Regions from separate parts of the Xenopus laevis genome. Here region 2 is linked to region 1. Evidence: chromatin contacts called from public Hi-C data. All regions are on one chromosome and are shown on one strand. Each heading gives the region's core, a stretch centred on a gene start, on an enhancer-like site or on the middle of the called end of the contact. The rest is flanking DNA. Distances are from core to core; before and after follow the strand shown. Region 1 overlaps LOC108718845 (cytoplasmic dynein 1 intermediate chain 1). Region 2 holds the start of dlx5.L (distal-less homeobox 5 L homeolog).

What was found. Hi-C and Micro-C count contacts between places; a contact is called where the count stands out from the background.
Region 2: a Hi-C map of animal cap shows a contact between it and region 1, with 11 times the contacts expected there. The contact joins the promoter of dlx5.L here to the enhancer-like site in region 1. A contact is called at or near these places in 3 of 4 Hi-C or Micro-C datasets (the XL177 cell line, the XTC cell line and animal cap).

Annotation. Positions count from the first base shown.
Region 1 is chr6L:33,375,476-33,379,738 of Xenopus_laevis_v10.1, forward strand. LOC108718845 (cytoplasmic dynein 1 intermediate chain 1) reads left to right here. Exons shown (of 20, transcript XR_005961759.1): 17 at 2,296-2,436. Among protein-coding and RNA genes, the nearest start is that of slc25a13.L, 150 kb to the right of the region's middle. Within about 2 kb of position 2,331, at least 4 of the 7 cell types and tissues checked have an H3K27ac peak or open chromatin away from gene starts, as enhancers often do. A contact at or near this core is called in animal cap, where this site is marked.
Region 2 is chr6L:33,885,564-33,890,207 of Xenopus_laevis_v10.1, forward strand. It overlaps dlx5.L (distal-less homeobox 5 L homeolog), which reads right to left and starts at 2,269. Exons shown (of 3, transcript NM_001090564.1): 1 at 1,839-2,269. The coding sequence starts at 2,193.

The sequences.
Region 1 (4,263 bases), core at 1,081-3,580:
GTGGTTTCTGTGTTATTTAGCTTTTTATTCAGCAGCAATTTAAAATGAGCCTAGCAACCATGCACTGATTTGTATAAGAGACTGGAATATGAATAGGAGATCACCTAAATAGAAAAATGAGTAATAAAAAGAAGCAATAACAATAAATGTGTAGCCTTACAGAGCATTTGGATTTTTAGAGGGGGGGTCAGTGATCCCCGTTTGAAAGCTGAAAAGAGTCATAAAAAGGGAAATAATTCAAAAAGCGTGTTGCTGCCCCCCTTTTGCATCACTGTGCGTGACTCCGCCCCCTTTTTGTTCTCGCCCCCACCGGCCGGTAAATTTTTTTTAGAAAAGGTTGCAACCCTAACCGTGAGCAACATTCAAATGTAAAAAGATTTGGGGAAAACCTTGGGATGCCAAATAAGGGCTGTGATTGGCTACTTGGTAGCCCCTATGTGAACTGGCAGCCTACAAGAGGCTCTACTTGGCACTATACTTCGTTTTTATGTAACCAAAACTTGCTTCCAAGCCTGGCATTCAAAAATTAGCACCTGCTTTTTCAAGGAAGTTGTCAGGAGAAAGAAAGAGGCTGCTCTGACATTCTTCTGTTTAGGGAAGATTTGAGAAAGTTTTCAAATTTTTTCCTAAGCAGAACATCAGAGCAGCATCTTTCTCCTTACAACTTCCTTGACTACTTGGTGGTCAAAAAGTTGGGAAAATTACAAGCAGGTGGCGCTGTTGTAACACAATTCATTCATATGAACAGTACATGTATCCTTTAATATCTCGGAATTAAAAATAAAAAAATAATGAACGTACATTGCAAAAGTGCTTAGAATAGCACCTTCATCAATTTTACATTCACTTATTTTTAAGGTTTACTTATACTTAAATGATGAGCAATTTTCAATATGTATTGCTAAAAGAGTTCAACTTCTGTACTTTTTGAGGGGACTGAAAACTTCATTTGCTACAGGGCCCAGTAACTTTGAGCAATGACATAGTAAATAATCTCCCCCGTATTGTAAGATCTATTCAGTTGGAAAATCCATTTCCGTGGAGTGAAATTTTCAGTCAGTATCTGTGAAAATCAGGGTCTGTATTGCTAAAAGAGTTCAACTTCTGTACATTTTGAGGGGACTGAAAACTTAATTTGCTGCGGGGCCCAGTAACTTTGATCTTATGCCACTGAAATGACATAGTGAATAATCTCCCCCCTATTTAGGGTTGCCACCTGGCTGGTATTTTACAGGCCTGGTCCATAAAAATTATGCTTGAGCCCAATGTTATTAATATGGAAAAAAGATAAATATAGGCTGGTATTTTTTTCCAGAAAAGGTGGCAACCCTACCCCTATTGTAAGATCTATTCAGTTGAAAAATCCATTTCCATGGAGGGAAATTTCCAGTCAGTATCTGTGAAAACCAGGGTCTGTCCCCAGACATTAGTAACTATGAATATTTATTGCCTCTTTATGTAGTGGTAGGACGCCATGTTGTGTCACGTTTTGCTTCATCCTATTTTGATATTTAGTGAACTGCTTTGGCTGAAATGCTCAGACTGTTATTGTTGCTCCTGTCAGATAAACAAGGCGTCAGTCTCATGAGTGAAGCAGGGTTTCCATGAGGCAAGTTTAGGTAGAAGAGTGACCATCACTGGTGTGAGCCGGTCAATCCTGTTACTGTTGTAGATGTTTTCCCTCCGGTTCCAGCGTTACATTGCCTCAGTAAGGCAAGCCCTGAGTGGCAGCTGCTTAGCAAATCCTGACACTACTGGTTAAACCAAATGACCTAAAAATACTCTTTGCCCTCGAGTTAACGTTTGCGCATAGGCCGCTAGATGGCGCTGACTGTCTTCGAGAAGGAGGCATTGGGCCATGATAAAAATGATCGCTTTCGCCCCTCATGTGGAAACCAGTCGCTGCTTCACCAGCTTTTGAACGTGATTCATTCTGAGAGAAGTCACATTGTGATGCCTTTGCACAAATCCCCTGTAATGGGCACCTCACTAGTACCTGCCAGACAGAGATTCCTGTCACAACTGTTTTATTGCATTAAAGAGAGAAACAACCCCTTCCCTCCCTCATGTGTTGTGTGTCAGCCCCCAGTCTCCCTGGCCATTGCCTTGTGCTGTAACGTTACTATATCTCGGGACACTGGCTCTGACTGGGCGCATTGCACCTTCCCAGCACTTTTATGACACATTTTCTTTTTCTTTCCCCCCACAAACGTGCAAAGTGTTTAATGAGGCTCGCCAGCAGACAGCCCGAGGCAGCACTAGCGCCACTCAGTCTTCTCCTCTCTCTGCTTCCAGCACAACAAGCCGCTCTACTCCTTTGAAGACAATGCAGACTATGTCTATGACGTCACGTGGTCACCCGTGCATCCCGCGCTCTTCGCCTGTGTGGATGGGATGGGGCGCTTGGATCTCTGGAACCTCAATAATGACACGGAGGTGAGCCGGGACTTAACCCTGTCGGTACGGGGCGGGTTTGGGGAGGGGAGTTCATCTCACTGCAGCTCCTAAGGGGTTAAGGCGGGTCAATGCTGCTAAATAGGACCCAGTGTCCCCACCAAGTCATTCCCAAACATTACTGCTGAATGGGATGTACCACTACACGCGAGGGGGTGAAATGGCATAGAGAGGCATAAAAATAATTGCTAGATATTTGTCATGCATCAGAGATCATGCAGCCCTCCAGCTGTTGTTACACTGACACCTGTGACTATTGGTGGGACGCAGAGAGTTGCAGTGCGACAACAACATCAGCAGACTGAACAAGGCTGATTTCCCAACTTTATTGCATCATTCTTACCCTCCAGAACACATATAAACAGACATTTAAGGGCAGAGATAGAAAAGGATTACAGGGAATAAAGGAAAACTCAATGCTACCCGCATTTTTCTGCCAGCAATGATAATGCGTGGAGTTTCTAAAGCCCACAGCAGTGAAGGGTTTAAAGGCAATGTCTTTATTTTACAGATATTGCCTTTTTTTTTAGGAAATAGAAATAGCAGACTAAACTAAGCAGATCACCTCCAGTTTGGGACACTAATAGACACATGCACGTTACATTTTTATTAGGGTCCCCAGGGGGATTTGTTCAGCTTATACCATTATTATTATTAACATGTATTTATATAGCGCCAACATATTGCGTAGCACTGTAAAGTAAATGTGATTATACAACTAAATCACATGAATTATATACATAGCTTATATATATACCATATAAAAGGGAAGATATATATATATATATATATATATATATCACTCAATATATATATATATATATATTATGTATGTGTATGTATATATATATATATATATATATATATATATATATATATATATATAATATATATATATATATATATATATATATATATATATACAGTATATATATTTGTATATTTAAAAGTCCAGAGCTGGTGCATCACCAAACCAAAAGAAAATGCCTGGGTGCTGCTCATAAACAGGTTTGCAAATAACAAACTGAACCGCAATCCGCACTCCAGTATATATATAAATATTATATATATAGATATATAATATATATATAAATAACCCGAAAGTGCCTGCACTCAAACTACAGACGTCCAGAGGTGCGTGACCAATGGTTGTAATATAACAACCAAGTGGGACCAAAACATTGGATAAGATGCTGTATTAATAATAAAAGAGCATTTGTTCATTATTTCCAGAGTGCGCTGATCCTTCATCCGTTTATTATTTATATATTTTATATATTTATTTAGTAGGGAGTGTATCCATACAGCTGATTTTATACCAGCATTGCTGAAAATATCCCAGCCTGATTCAGGTACTAATAAAAGCATCAATGCCAATAATTTACGGGTCAGATGCGAGGTCCCTCATTTAATAATCCCAAAACTGCTGTTGGATATCTATATCTCTAGACTGCCAGATGGGTGTATAGAAAAACAGCTTGGAAACATTGTTCCATGAAATTGTAAAAAATGGTTTCTTCAGAATAGACTGGGGATATATATATATATATATATATATATATATATATATATATATATATATATATGAGCACCCAAAGCTGGCATTACCCGCACTTCCTATATACAGTAATTCCCACCTGTCTGGAAGAGGCTGCTGGTCTGAGCTACTAATTTTCAGTATTACAGGCAGCCAGTGCTGACTTGGGCTACCAACCACAAAGGCAAGGAAAGAGCCAGTAAACTATTCCAGATTCATTTCATTTCACTTATTAGCAGTCACTTTAACCCTTTGGAGGGAGGCCTGAATAG
Region 2 (4,644 bases), core at 1,019-3,518, 510 kb after region 1:
TGTGCTTAAGCGCAATCGTGTGCGATCCTAACAGATTCCCAGGGTTGCGGTCAGTGTACAGACAGAAGTGGGCATTGTGGCACCAGACGGGGCACACTGAATACAGGGAGGGAATGAGGCAGCTCAGACAGAGCCCAAAGTGGGAGAAGAAAGAGTTGAAAGCCCCGCGGGAAGGCTGCCCTGTCATTTGCGCGCACCGCGGTTACTCTGGTCAGCGCAGACAGAGACAGCGGTTCCCCCACAGAACTGGAGGAAAGGTTTGTTCCTCTGTGTCTGGCACTGACACCCCCTCCCACAATCACAGCCACATCACCCAATCTGTCCCACGCACACACTTGCACCCAGGGCTGGATACACAACCACATGTGCGCCCACAAACCTGTCAGACCCCCCAATATAATAATAAAAGATGAAACTGGGATTCAACTTGATCCCTACCCAAAAAAAAAAACTGGTTTTCGCATAATACAAGTAAGTGCAACTCTAGAAATGTTCAAAACAAATAAATACATTAATGACGATTTTGAATAGTTTAGAAGTGATTTGTAAATGTCATTTCTATGAATAGCGCTGTGTGTCTGGTTGCTGATAGGCTGACTCCTGAAACACTGCTGCCGGGTGATTAACACCCGAACAAGAACTTTACCTGTCACATTGTTGCCAGAGTCACAGCCACATAAAATAACCAGATGTTGTTTTCTGCAGCAATTACATTTTACAAATAACCTTAAAACCCATGGCCTTTTTTTTAATGAATTGGAATTATATTTACTTTCGCTGTGCAAAAAAATAGATTAAAAAATCAGTGATTGGGTGGAGGGCCCGTTTGAGTCAACAGATCTCACACCTGATGGGGTGACTCTCAAGGCCTGGTATGAGATGCACAGCACCGAATTAAATTAAAATAGGATAACCCCCCCCCCCACATAATGGGCAGCCAGTTAAAAGTGCAGCAGTTCAGGCGCAGACTGATCAAGGAGAAATAATTTCACATACCAAATTTACACTCCAAGTACAAACTGGCAGTTGGGGGACTTCGTAAAAAAACAATAATGTCTGGTACAGGCGAGATACAAACACATCGGAGTATAGGAACAAAGTAGGGTTCACTCCCTCCAAAATGAATGATATCTGGATCCATAATTCCAGCATTGCCACAAACTACCCCCCCCCCCAGCATAGGATTATTTTCTACCGTAGCAATCGCCAGTTGTGATGCCCTCTCGCTGGGGCCCAGCACTGACAGCGACAAGACGCACAGAAACGCGTACCTGCGATGCGCACGGTGCAAATACGCCTGAGCGATATCCACAGATCTGAAATAACGCCAACTGGCGCTTGCTTGGATTTTAAATAATTCGAGGCACAGCTGGTTTGTAAAAATCGGATCCAACTAGATAATAGGACAGGCAGCCTAAATCTTTTCTAAATTGGATATAAAAAAACAAACGGTAGCGTGTGAATGTTATTTATAACCCGTGACGGCTCCTCTGTCTACTGTGAGTCGGGGCACCCCCAGCTCGGTGTGTGACGGATTATTAGCGCTGCTGCTGTATTTCGGGCTTGTTTGTTTTGCGCGCAGCTGGAATCTCCCTGCGGTTTGTTATGGTGCGGGCTGGTGGCGCCTCAGTTCTAAAGGGAAGCGGCAGAGACATTGGTTTTAGGCCGGGGACCACAGCTACAAATAGCTCCCAAGCCAGACTCAGGGGGGATTCATGGCAGCCAGCTACTGCCCCAGGCTCCCCCATATAAGTCTGTAATATTAACCCATTCAACCCCAACTGCATCAGTTCTCCAATCCCTCTAAATCATCTCTCCCATCAGTGGGTCCCATTTACCTGGCTGAGTGCTGGGGGGCTGCACCCTGTTATACGCTCCGCTGTACTGGTGGTGAGGGTGGTAAGGGCTCCCATAGCCATAGTCGCTGTAGGCTTTGCCAGAGTAGTTTGCAGCTGCTCCATTCATGCCATGGTACTGGTACTGATACGCATTCAGCGCCTTTCCATAAGTGGCCGAAGTGGGCGAACAGTAGCCATGGTGAGGGTGGCCAGCGGCTGCTCCCGGGCTGTAGTAGCCAGAGTCAGTGGCCGTGGATTCGGGCAGAGTCGGGGAATCCTGGGAAGGGTGGTGCATCATGCTCTGGAACTCACTGGCTCGGATGGAGGCGACTCTCCGCTCATAGACTCCTGTCATGCTCTGGGGGCTGCGCTCTGGCTGCATTGGGGGCTCTGGGAAGCTGATCAGGCGGCCATGCTGCTGCTGCTGCTGCTGGGTCTGCCACTGAAATAGTGAGCTCTTGGGAAGGATCCTTAGTGATCAGTGAGGAGGAGGAGGAGAGAGAGAGGAGGGCTGGGCGCACTCTGCTGGATGGAGCTGACTGGAGGCTTGGTTAAATGCACAATTGCGCTATTACTCACAGTAGGGTGGATCCATTCACAGTAGGCTGCTGGTGCCATTGGCCAGGAGCGTCGCAAGCGACAGCAACACCCCAACCCGTTCAACTAGTTCAGAAAAAACAAAAGCTGCACTACAACAACAACAGCCTACCCCCCCCCAGAAATGAGCGATCAGTTCCTCTAGGTCTGGAGCACCGGTCCCACCATCCCTGTGTCTGTCAACCGGCTGCCACACTGGCGACACTTTGCGATTTATAGGCACCAAAGGCTTGGGCCTTATTTATCAGTATTTATCAACAAGTATTCATTCTTATTAAGCCATTTGCTCACAAATAGGATCATTTCCCCCCAGACTGTGTTCCCCATTACTGGACTCAATTTCTTCAAATGATAGAAATGAATGGAGATATTTTCTTTCAGTTATTAAATGGCTTTGCTCCAGATATCCTTATATGCTTTTGTACATAATGTCCCCACCGCCTGATTTTGTATCCAACAACATCCCTGCCTCCCTTGTCATATCAGAGACAGAATACAGGAGGCAGCTGGTGCATCGCATGAGATCTGGAGCTACATTGGCCGACTCAATTAAATCAAATTACTCCCCAATTGGCCTTTATTTAGTGGATACACATATATATCAGTGTAATGTGATTATATCGACAAATCAGGCGACCCCTACACAAACAAATCTACAAATTAGTTAATGGGGTAATGGAGAAGGCACTTGCCTCTCTCCCTGGAAAAAAAGGCAGAATAATTCTCATCTGTATAGATCTATATGAGAATTCATTACCATCCCCAGATACCTGTTATGTGAATGCACAGACACATTTACATAAGATAATCGCATGCAACATCTTCTTATCTTTTATCCATTCAGTCTGCTGCCTGCAGGCAAGGGGGAGAGCGGAGACGAGCAGAACAGCCACAGAAGGAAAAGTCTGCACTGAAATTTAGAAATGTAACATACTATATATATATATATATATATATATACATAATTAGACATACACTCTGCAATGATTAGAATTAAACAGATTCATAATCCATTTATTATATTTTTTTATAGCAATTCAGTTTTCAAGTAATGCACCCTATTGAGTCTAAGCATTTGCCTGTATTTTAACATCACCATATCCTTGTCACTAGTGTTATATAGTGATATATAGAGATATCATGGACGAGGAAGCCCAAAACATTAAACAAAATCCCTTATTAACGCTCACTGCTCTGTAGAGACACTGACATTCCTGCATTTCTTTATATAGGAAACAACAAAGATTGTAGGTATTTTGGTGTTGAAGTAGGGTGCATGGATATTACTAGTTATTGCTCATCAATTTATAGGATATATTATCACATTCCTTTGGCTAAGTAGTACTGGACATGCTGGGTGATGGGAGACTGAAGAAAGAAAACCTGGAAAATATATATATATATATATATATACACACAAAACCATTTAATAATAATATATATTTTATTATTATTTATATATCCCCAAATTCCATGACACACACACACACAAAGAGAGAGAGAATAAACAGCAACTGCAGTACAATACTAATATATTTCTAGATTTGTTGTGATTAATTAAAAAGAAAAACCAAAAAGTAACAATCAACTATTTTTGTCATTTCCAATAAAATATGATGTGAGTATAAAGCTCTAGAGCCATTGGTAATGGTTGATTTGGCTAATGGGACACACACTGTCCAGATGAGCAATGTCTTCCGTTTATTTAACATTATTACTTAATCAGAAAAAAAATATATCTCCCAAATTGGAAAATGCGCACATTGTTGCGCATACGCTGGAGCCGATGAGTATAGACTGCTTGGGTGCTTATTTTTGGGAAGGGAGCAGAAGAGCCAGGAGAAGAAAGGGAGATAAAAAGAGGCAGAAAGCGGTGTGCTCATTCCCCCCAAATCCGGGATGCAGAATGGACTGGTCTTCGAGCACTGACACGTATGAAACTGTGCGAGTAACTGGGCGATATTCTCCTGCATTTACGCACCATATCTGTAGCGAGAGCGCCACCTAGCGAAAATACGGCTTCGCTGTAGTCTAATGTTCGCCTATACAAAAGCAAGAATTGTTAGCGATGTCAGCGCCGCTGCAATGGATATAACAGCTAAATAAAGGAGCAGCAATAAAAGCACTAATAATACAATTATTATCATTACTGTTATTATTATTATTATATTATAACTATTCGGTGCCTCTCTAATTGAAACAGCTAAGA